Regions from separate parts of the Mus musculus genome. Here region 1 is linked to region 2. A link is a contact called in public HiChIP or PLAC-seq data. All regions are on one chromosome and are shown on one strand. The core of a region is the stretch at or near the end of the contact, and the rest is flanking DNA. Distances in the headings are between cores, read along the strand shown.

Region 1 (4,345 bases), core at 302-2,801, 78 kb before region 2:
CGGGGGGGGGGGCTCTAATTGGGAGGCCTTTCTAACTGATGACACCAAGGGCTGCACACTATGCACACAAGGCACACAGAGAGCCTGGAGAGGGGTCAGAAGTCACAGAGATGGAACATAGTATCTTGGGAGCAAGAAGCCATGTGGTGGAGTACTAAAGAGACAGGGTTTGGGGGAAGGTGTGTGTGTGGGGGGGGGGGGCACAGTTTCTACAGGATTGGTGTCTGGATGACCTGTTTTTCTTTCTGGGCAGAACTCAACTCGGTGACGAGAGCTGGGCAGACATGGGAAGGGCTAACCTTGCCTCTCTAGGGAACCAGAGGTGGTACTGGACTCTCTTTCCTGGGGCAGTAGAACCTTAGTCATTAGATGCTCAGAAAGCCAGCTCAGCTGGGTAGATGGAGCTGGCTAGAGCTTCTAAGTTCATAGGACCCAGCTTCAGCAATGTCGGAGTTGAGACAGAGGTGGGCCATGCCTGTTCTGTGCCATCTGCCTCCCAGGGTTCCTATCATGGTTGTGAACAGTGGAAATTGTAAATACCCAGATCTTGAGGGGCGAGTGGGAGGCAGACACAGCCTCCTGTGGTGCTCCAGGTAAAGTATTTACAGAGAGTGACTGGATCCCTAGCAGGGTTGAGGCTACTCTGACACTTGGCCCAACACTCCCTGGCTCCAGCAGCCTAGACTTCTGCTGGTTTCTCCTACATTCTCCCCTGGGAAGAAGACACCTACCCAGGAAGGAGAGAGCTCCTTCCGCTCCTTGGAACTGTCCAGGCCTAATGGTTTTAAGATGATGGGGGTGAGTAGAGTGTGTGTGTGTGTGTGTGTGTGTGTGTGTGTGGTCACGGAAGAGGTTTTCTCAGACCCGGCTTCCCCGACACCCTCAGCCCGAGGTCTTATAAGATAAATCTCCCAACCTGTTCTGTTCCTGCGCTGATAGGTGGCCCACATTACCGCTTGCTTCAAGTCGCCAGCTTGCTTTGCAAATGGAGGAGGCTCTCAGAGCCAAGGGCAAGCACTAACTGTTTTTCTTCAAAGCCATGAGGAAGCCACAGGGAGGAGCAGGGTACGTGCCCAAGCATGACGCTGGGGAACCCACAAGGAGCCCGGGAAGGGGCCTGGCTACTCAATCTCGGAACCTCGTGATGCCACCTCTACTGTCTGTCCAGTCAGGGTACTTGGTTCTAGACAGTGGCTTCTGGTGGCATGAGCCCTCTGGGGAGCATCCACTGAGCTACGCTGCCTTTGTGGCCCCGTCAGCGCTCCACCCGGGGCCAGGGCTGCTGGATGGCAAGGTGTCTGCCAGTAGCAAAGGCTTCCGTGGCTGACTCTCTGGGGTGGGAGCTGGCACGTTGAGTCAGCCTCCCCTGAGCCCCAAGGATGCCACTCACCTTGAGTTGGGACTTGGAGACCTTGCCGCTCTTCTCCACGTCCAGTGCAGTGAAGGCGTACCAGATAGACTTGAGCAGCTCCTTGCGCAGGGCCATGGCTGAGGCGCCCGCCCCGGCCCAGGGGCGGCTCTGACACCAAGATCCGGTTTCAGGAAATGCAAACGGCTGCAGACCGCAGAGAGGCCCTGGTGCAGAGCGGAGCGAGAGCTCCACCTGCCTGTTCCCTCTTGCTTCCAGGGCCTAGCCAGCTGCTCTCGCCACGCTCTGCTTCCAGGGCTGACCCTCCCAGAGCTGGAGCCCTCCTTTGGGCCCTGGCTCCCTCAGCACAGATAGTCACTTTAGAAGCCTGCTTGCCTCAGGATCTTCCCAGGCTCCCAGTGGTAGCTCTAGAGAGAGGAAGCAGGCCCTTCCAGACTTGGAGGGACACAGGATCAGGAGTCAAGCTTACCAAGTGGAAGCGATTGGATGAGTTAGCCCCAACAGTCTACTCTTAGTACGTTCCTACCTCACAGAGCTGTGTGGGTGCCTGAGACTGGACAGAAAGAAAACTGTAGGCCCTGTAGGCCCGGGACAGGATATTTCTTTAGAGCCACCCAGCAGAAGCTCAGTGCAGAGTTCTACCCAAGCAAAAGCAACCCAGCGGAGGAAGGACAGAGCCAGCTGCTTCTCCGCTTCTCCACGACAGGGTGCCTTGGCAGTTTGGTTTGCTGTTTCCCCCTCCCCGGGCCTTGGCTCTAAAAGAAACTTCAGAATACTGCCCACTTTGTACTTGATGGCTTTCAAGACACCAGAGCCTGTATTTAGGCACACAGGGTGACCTTGACAGTGGGGCTCACGTCAGAAATCCAGTCAGGGGCAGGGCAGGCCATGGGCAGAGCCCTCTTCAGCAGCCTCCACTTCTTCAGATGCAATGCCCACACAGATCATGGTGGCCATTAAATTTCAATGAAGTCAGTGGAAGCTAATTCTGGAGTTGTGCTCCACCCATCCACCTACTCACTCACAGGGGCATATACCCAGCCCCTCCACTTGCTCCTCACTTGGAGTTCTAAAACCTTGGGATGAGTTTGAGACCACCTAGGCTATGAAGAACAGTTCTGTCTCAAAAACAAACTATAAAAAAGCCCAGAAGGGGGGAGGGAGGAAGGGAGGGGAGAGAGAGAGAGGAAGAGAGAGAGAGAGAGGAAGAAGGAGGAGGAGGAGGAAGAGGAGGAAGAAGAAGAGGAGGAGAGGGGGAAGAGGAAGAGAGGAGGAGGAAGAGGAGGAGGAAGAAGAGGAGGAGGAGAGGAAGAGGAGGAGGAGGAGAGAAAAGATCCCAGCTGAGCAACAGCAAATGAGGGCTTCCTTAGGTGTCCCAGGAGAGGATAATCTTATGCACTTGGTCCCTGATTTCCTGGCTCTGTCAGCAGGAAGGGGCTGGGGGCTCATGAGAGCATCATACAGAGAGATGACGAGGAGGGAGGGAGAGGCTCCCACAGTTCCCACAGTGTTCCTACACAGCTGTGGGTAGCATTATAGCTGCTCTTCATGAGGTGCCAGAACCTGTCCAGCTGTGGCTGCTCTGGCCTTCTGACGTTCTTTTTGGGGGTTCTTTAGCGGGGTCCCCCTGTGTCTTTGGGGTCTCACGGCATGAACTTAGACATCCTGCCCCCTAACTGGGTTACAGAGCCGGGATGTTAGCACTGGGAAGAAGTCACTGGAACCCTGGTGAGGTTGTATGTAGTGATGGTGGCAGGGAAGGAAGGGTCCAGGCTCTGTTCAATGATGGCAAGGCAGAAGACCCAGAATTCTGGCAGCCCGGGCATTACCCCAGATTCAGCCACAGCCCAGGAAGAAGCACAGCCACTCGGGTCCTGTTTGGCGTAGGTGTGGGCAAAAGCCTACCAGCGGGTCCCAGAGCTCACCTCTCTTAGGGCCTCTTCCTGCCTGGACCCATGGAGAGCCACCTGCTGCATGGGTGGGCGCTGAGGCCACGCAGGGCTAGGAAAGCAGGCTGGAGCTTGGCCAGCCCTGCCACCAGGGACCAGCACTGAAATGATGGAGGAGCCCAGGTGGAAACTTGCAACTTTTATTAAATACTCATCCGCCCGTTTGCCACCACCACCCAGAGCAGGAAAAAAAATTATCAAAATAGGATTAAAAACCCAAACCACAAAACAAATGAAACCCAGTCCCCAGCAGTCTGGGTACAGGCCACTCGCTTGCCTCTCTGCCACAGACAAGCGAAGAGGCACCTTCACTCCAGCCACAGGCCCCTGAGGAATTAATTCTGACTGTGGTGGTGGGAAGTCCCTGGTGCCAAGTGGCTAGGCATCTTGGCCACCGTAGCCCCAGGAGACGGTTATTGCTGGGAGGCGCTGGGCTGAAAGCTGTCGGCCTTTCCCCTGGTGGTACTAGCAGCCAGGGTGGAGGCCAGTCCTCGTCCACCTAGTCACCACCTCCCTGAGGAAGGGAGTGGACAGAGCAGGAATAATATCCTGCCAAGGGAGGGACGCAGGTGTCTGGCAGCCTGGTGACCAAGCTCAGTGTCGACTGCCTGCTGCCTGGCCCTCATCTTGGGTGTAGCCCACAGACCTTTCCACTAGAGGCCATTTTCCTGTTGCCTCATCACCCCTGAGGCCTATGCGGCCATCTTCTTGGGGTCAGCTGTGGCTGGGGGCCCCGGAGGCAGGGCTGCCTGTGAGCATGGAGCCTTCTCCAGTGTGGTGTGGGAGCTGGTCCTCTTGGGCTCAGCAGCCGCTCTCTGTGGTTTCCAGGGTCACAGCCCCTTGCTGCATAGCAGCAGTGGCTACGCTTATGGCCTCCTCCAGGGTCTGCTGGTCCTCCAGCTGTGGAGAGGTGCAGCAGGGGGAGAGGTCAGTTCCTCCCTTCCAGACCCCACAGACCTGTGTGCTCCACCCACTCCCTTGGTTGGTTTGGTTTTCGAGACAGGTTTCTCTGTGTAGCCCTGGCTGT
Region 2 (4,835 bases), core at 1,759-4,258:
CTTCGGGTACTTAGTGAGTTTGAGGCCAGCCTGGGCTGTGTTAGACCCTGTCTGGCCCTGTGTACATATAGCAGTCAGGTGCAGGGGAGAGAAACTTAAGGGGGTTAAAGGCGTTCTGAGAGACAGGATGAGCCTGTGTAACAGTGGGAGGCAGGGGCTGACACTGTTGGATCAACTTAAAAACCACATTTCCCTGCATTCAGGTGGCAGAGGCAGGTGGATCTCTGTGAGTCCAAGACTAGTCAGGACCACACAGTTAAATCGTGTCGCAAAACAACGTCATTATCATTGTGTGTCCAGGAGGCGGTGTGTACGCGTGCAGAGAGGTCAGCGTGCTCTGTCTCCTGCTGTGTATTGAACTCAGACCCTCAGGTTTCCATGGCAGCTGCCTTTACCGGCTAAGCGCCCCCTTCCTCCCATGACCAGGAAGGAGGTAGAAGGTAAAGAGAAGTCGCCGATGGAGACAGAGAGATGGGGACACAGAACGTGTAGGGAAGAGGCTTCTGGCTTCTTCAGGCCTCCGGTTTCAGGCCTGGCTTGTCAGCGTCTTCTGCTGGGCCCGTTTGTCTGGCAAGGAGCATGTCTGCGGGAGAGGCTGACACACAGACAGTGACAGTGGCCTCCTAACTGGCGTCTGGCTGGTAGGATTCTGTCATGAGGATTTGTGGGCACCAGAGCTGGCCTCTCAGTGTCCCTGTGAGAGGCCTCGATGTGAGCTAAGTCAGCTGTGTCCCTGTCTTACACATTCTGGTAAGGAAGAATTAGCCCTGAGGCTCCTCTCCATGAAGCCAGGATGTCCTGCTGGGCTGGGGAGCCCACAGAGAGCCATAGCTTCCTCAGCCCAGCCTCTGCTTTCACAGGCCTTGGAAGTTAACCTCACATACACTGTAACCGTTAATGAGACCAGGGATCCTTCCCATGCTTGTGTGGCTGCAGCTCCTGTTCATGGAAGAACAGATTCCTTGGCACTGTTGGGGCCCATTATCAACATCAGATGCTCCTGGCTAACAGGGAGTACCTGGGACACTGGCCTCAAGAGCTGGGTATGTGCACAGTGGGTGTGTGCACAGTGGGTATGTGCACAGTCAGTGTGTGTACAGTGAGTGTGTGGGTGGTGGGTATGTGCACAGTGGGTGTGTGCACAGTGACTGTGTGTACAGTGGACATGTGCATGTGGTTGTGTGCAGAGTGAGTGTGTGCACAGTGTGTGGATGGTGAGAGTGTGCACATTGGGTGTGTGGGGAGTGTGAGGTCAGAGAACAGCTTTCAGGAGTTGAGCTTAGTGATGAGTGCTTTACCCAATGAGCCAGCACTCCAGAGAGAGAGGCAGGTGGATCTTTGAGTTCGAGGCCAGCCTGGTCTACAGAGTGAGTTCCAGGACAGCCAGAACTACACAGAGGGAATTTGTCTCAAACAAACTAAAAAGGGGACTTGAAGTTAAGAGAGAGGCTTTCACCTGCTTAGGTGTTTCAGCCCAACCCTCTGGCTTTTATTTTGACACGGGTCTCCTGTATCCTAAATTTGTTATGCTGATAACCTTGAACCCGACCCTGCCTCCACCCTCACTTGTGGAGATCACAGTTGTGAGCCAACATGGCCACCTTGTTTCAGCTTGTGGCTTCCCCATAGAAGAGCCCAGGTTGCTTCCATTTAAGGGCTTCACATCTTTGTTAAAAATGGAAATATACTGACCCTTGTAAGTCATTTACATACGTGGGCACATGCCTCTGCCCCAATCATTTACAAACCTTTGCCCCTAGTGTCTGTTTTCCCAAGTGACATTTTCTGTAGTGTTCTGTAAAATTCCATTACCTAGTCACCCCTAGTGAAGATCAAACATGCATAATTAATGTACAGAAGGCCACGCCCCTCCCACCTTCACCCTCTGCTCCGCCAAGCAGACTCCTAAGAAGATATCTTGCTTTCCTTCTTGGAGCCATTTCTCCATTCACAGACTTCCCATTGTCAGTGTGGCTCAAGGGTGTTCAGGGGGAGGGGCTGGGGGGAAGGCTAGACCATAGCCCTTACCTCTAGGTTGGTCTAGCTGCCTGGCAGAGAGTGATGGCTCCTGGTGCTCATGGGACAGTCATAAGCTTGCTGGGAGCACAGGACACAACACTCCCTCAGGACCTGTATCCTCAGCATCTGTGTGACCTGCTGGGAGGTCAGACAGGGAAGGTGCTGGGCAGGTGGGAAAGAGCCCTCCTCAGCTCGGACAGCCCCACCTTCTTTGAGTTGTGGCAAAAACTCCAAAAGGCCCTTGGGGGCTTGGAAGGAAAGCTGAAGGTGTCATCATCCTAATATTTGGGAGGCTGGGCTATGAGTCCTGGGCCAGCCTTAGCTACATCAGACTGCTTCAAAAACAATAAAGAGAGAAGGGGAAAGGGAGTAGGGGAGAGAGAGGAAGGGGTCAGACTAGGTAGGTGGCTCCATGCTTCCACAGAGCATAGGGGCGGAGTTTAATTCCCCAGAATCCATGTTAGACATAACAACAGCCAAGTGATGGTGGTACACGCCTTTAATCTCAGCCCTCGGGAGACAAAGGCAGAGGCGGGCAGATCTCTGTGAGTTCAAAGCCAGCCTGGTCTACAGCTTGAGTTCCAGGACAGCCAGGGCTACACTGAGAAACCCTGACACTGTACCCCTGGCCTCCACATGCATGTACCGTACACTCAGAGAAAGAAAGGCTTCTTGGGAAGGGAGTTGGGACTGTGGCAGTCACCTAAGGGAAAGCAGAGAGCTCAGAGCAGGAAACAGGAGGTACTTGGAGCGCTGCAGCCACACAGTACCTGTTCACCATGCCTCACTGTCTCTCCGCACCTTAAGCTGATCATCTTCGTCAGTCTGATTGCCTAGGATCCATTAAACCAGCTCCATGACCACAGAGGAAATCAGTAGACTAAGGCGACAGAGAAGGAGCCCAGAGAAGCAGGGCCTGACTCCATCCTCTCTTCCCCTCAATGTGTGGCCTTGCCCAAGGCGCACACCTCAGTGGGCCACTGTGGCCTCCTTTGGAGAACAGTTAGCATACCTGCCTTGTTCAGGGGAGGAATGAGGTCATGCCTGGGCCACGGTCTGAGCTCTGGAGACAATGAATGTATTCTTGCAAGCGGTAACAATAATAATAATTAGCAACTGTAACCACCCAGGGCTGCACTGGGGCCCCTTGGTGGGATGACAATGGAAGGTTTGGGTTTTTTTTTTTTTTTTTTTAAATCTCTAGGAGGGGGAATTTTTTGGCCCCGAATTGATCTCTGGGATTTGTGTAGTTGATACGTGGGAGGCATGGAGGCCTGTGGTATGTTTCATCTCTCTTCAGTCCCATTTGATGAATAGCCTCCATGCCTGTGTTTATCCCCAGTGGTCTTCAAGTTCCCTCTTTCTTCTTTTGTTCTTTTTGTTTTTATTTTTTCGGGGGTGGGGGGTGTCCCGTAGCCCAGGATAGCCTAAAACTCGCTATGCAGGCAAGGTTGCTCCAGACTTCCTGACCCTCCTGCCTCCGGCTACAGGGTGCTGGGATTACCGACCACCTCGTCACTGGAGTCGAGGAGTCAGGATTTCTCAGACCTCCACTTGCAGATGCCAGCATGCATCCCATCCACTCAAAGAGACAGCAGCAACCTGGCTCCTGGAGATCTTGGACCTTTGGGCCTTGGCCACAAACTAGCCTGAAATTGTGGCCATTGAGTCCCTTTCACCTATACCTGTTAGTGGGCTGATTGACAGGCTGTAGCGTGTGTGTGTGTGTGTGTGTGTGTGTGTGTGTGTGTGTGTGTGTGTGAAGCCCCCGGGGGTGATTCCAGTGCAACCTAGCCAAGTCCTTCTTGAAGGTGGGCTCATTAGGTCTCCAGCCTTCAACTATGGGTCATCCAGTGATTGTTGTCAGGATAACTAACACAGTGTGGAAGGTTGTTTGACTAAAGCAGATAGCAGACTCTGCAAACTGACTGAAAAGCTCCTGGGGGTTGGAGGGTGGGGGGATATAGCTGAGGGGGGAGGGGATATGGCTAAGCTTGTCTGGCTGTATGTGTTGGCATCTCCAGCACCTTGTGAACTTGGGTGACAGCCCTGAAATCCCAGCACTGGGCAGTTGAAGCAGGGTGGTCAGGAGTCCAAGGTCCTTCCCAGCCTGTGATTGGATGTAAATTCAACACTCCGCTCCCAGGAAGGTCAGGTTCTCCTTCAGCTCATGTCAGGCTAAGACTGGAGCTCAGAAAAGGTGGGGCATTCGTGCTGGTTTGAATGAGATGGCTCCTACAAGTCTTGGGGACAGATGAATACTCGATCCCCAGTTGGCAATCTTTGGAAAGAAAGAAAGAAAGAAAGAAAGAAAGAAAGAAAGAAAGAAAGAAAGAAAGAAAGAAAGAAAGAAAGAAAGAAAGAAGAAAGAAGAAAGAAGAAAGAAAGGAGTCCTTGGATTGGCCATGCCCAGGAATCAAGACACATTATAGTAAAAATGTAGAACAAGAAACAAAGATCTAGGTACTCCCATAACAAGCACAAAAGGGAGAGACTCCAATAAAATAATGCAAAGCGGCATCGTCCATGATGTTGAAGACGAGGTCTCGTGTAGGTCTTTGGATGGAGGGGACAACGGTCAGGGTTTCCTGAGGAAATGCTTCCAGCCTCTTGTTCTTTAATCTTAGAGAAGGTGCTTAGCCATGGAACAGTGAGGTCAAGGAAGAGGACACCATGAGCTGCCAAAACTGCCAGTCTGCTGGAGAAGTCTAAGTGTGACAAGACACAGTGTAAACACTTGAATCGGTTGTATCAACCTTCCTAATGCTGCGACCCTTGAATACAGTTGCTCATGCTGTGGTGAGCCCCTCCTCCCA

What was found. HiChIP or PLAC-seq counts read pairs in DNA pulled down with a chosen protein or histone mark.
Region 1: an H3K27ac HiChIP or PLAC-seq map of embryonic stem cells shows a contact between it and region 2, with 6 read pairs. The contact joins the promoter of Def6 here to the enhancer-like site in region 2. A contact is called at or near these places in 1 of 484 Hi-C or Micro-C datasets (undifferentiated spermatogonia), 3 of 115 datasets of contacts at active chromatin or transcription factors (effector CD8 T cells, embryonic stem cells and pancreatic cancer cells) and 1 of 9 other capture datasets (adipose tissue).

What each region holds. Positions count from the first base shown.
Region 1 is chr17:28,204,984-28,209,328 of GRCm38.p6, reverse strand. It overlaps Def6 (differentially expressed in FDCP 6), which reads right to left and starts at 1,551. Exons shown (of 11, transcript NM_027185.3): 1 at 1,391-1,551. The coding sequence starts at 1,486. It overlaps Zfp523 (zinc finger protein 523), which reads right to left. Exons shown (of 14, transcript NM_001357995.1): 14 at 3,443-4,218. The coding sequence ends at 4,120.
Region 2 is chr17:28,127,649-28,132,483 of GRCm38.p6, reverse strand. No RefSeq gene overlaps it. Among named protein-coding and RNA genes, the nearest start is that of Scube3, 12 kb to the left of the region's middle. Within about 2 kb of position 3,008, at least 5 of the 459 cell types and tissues checked have an H3K27ac peak or open chromatin away from gene starts, as enhancers often do. A contact at or near this core is called in embryonic stem cells, where this site is marked.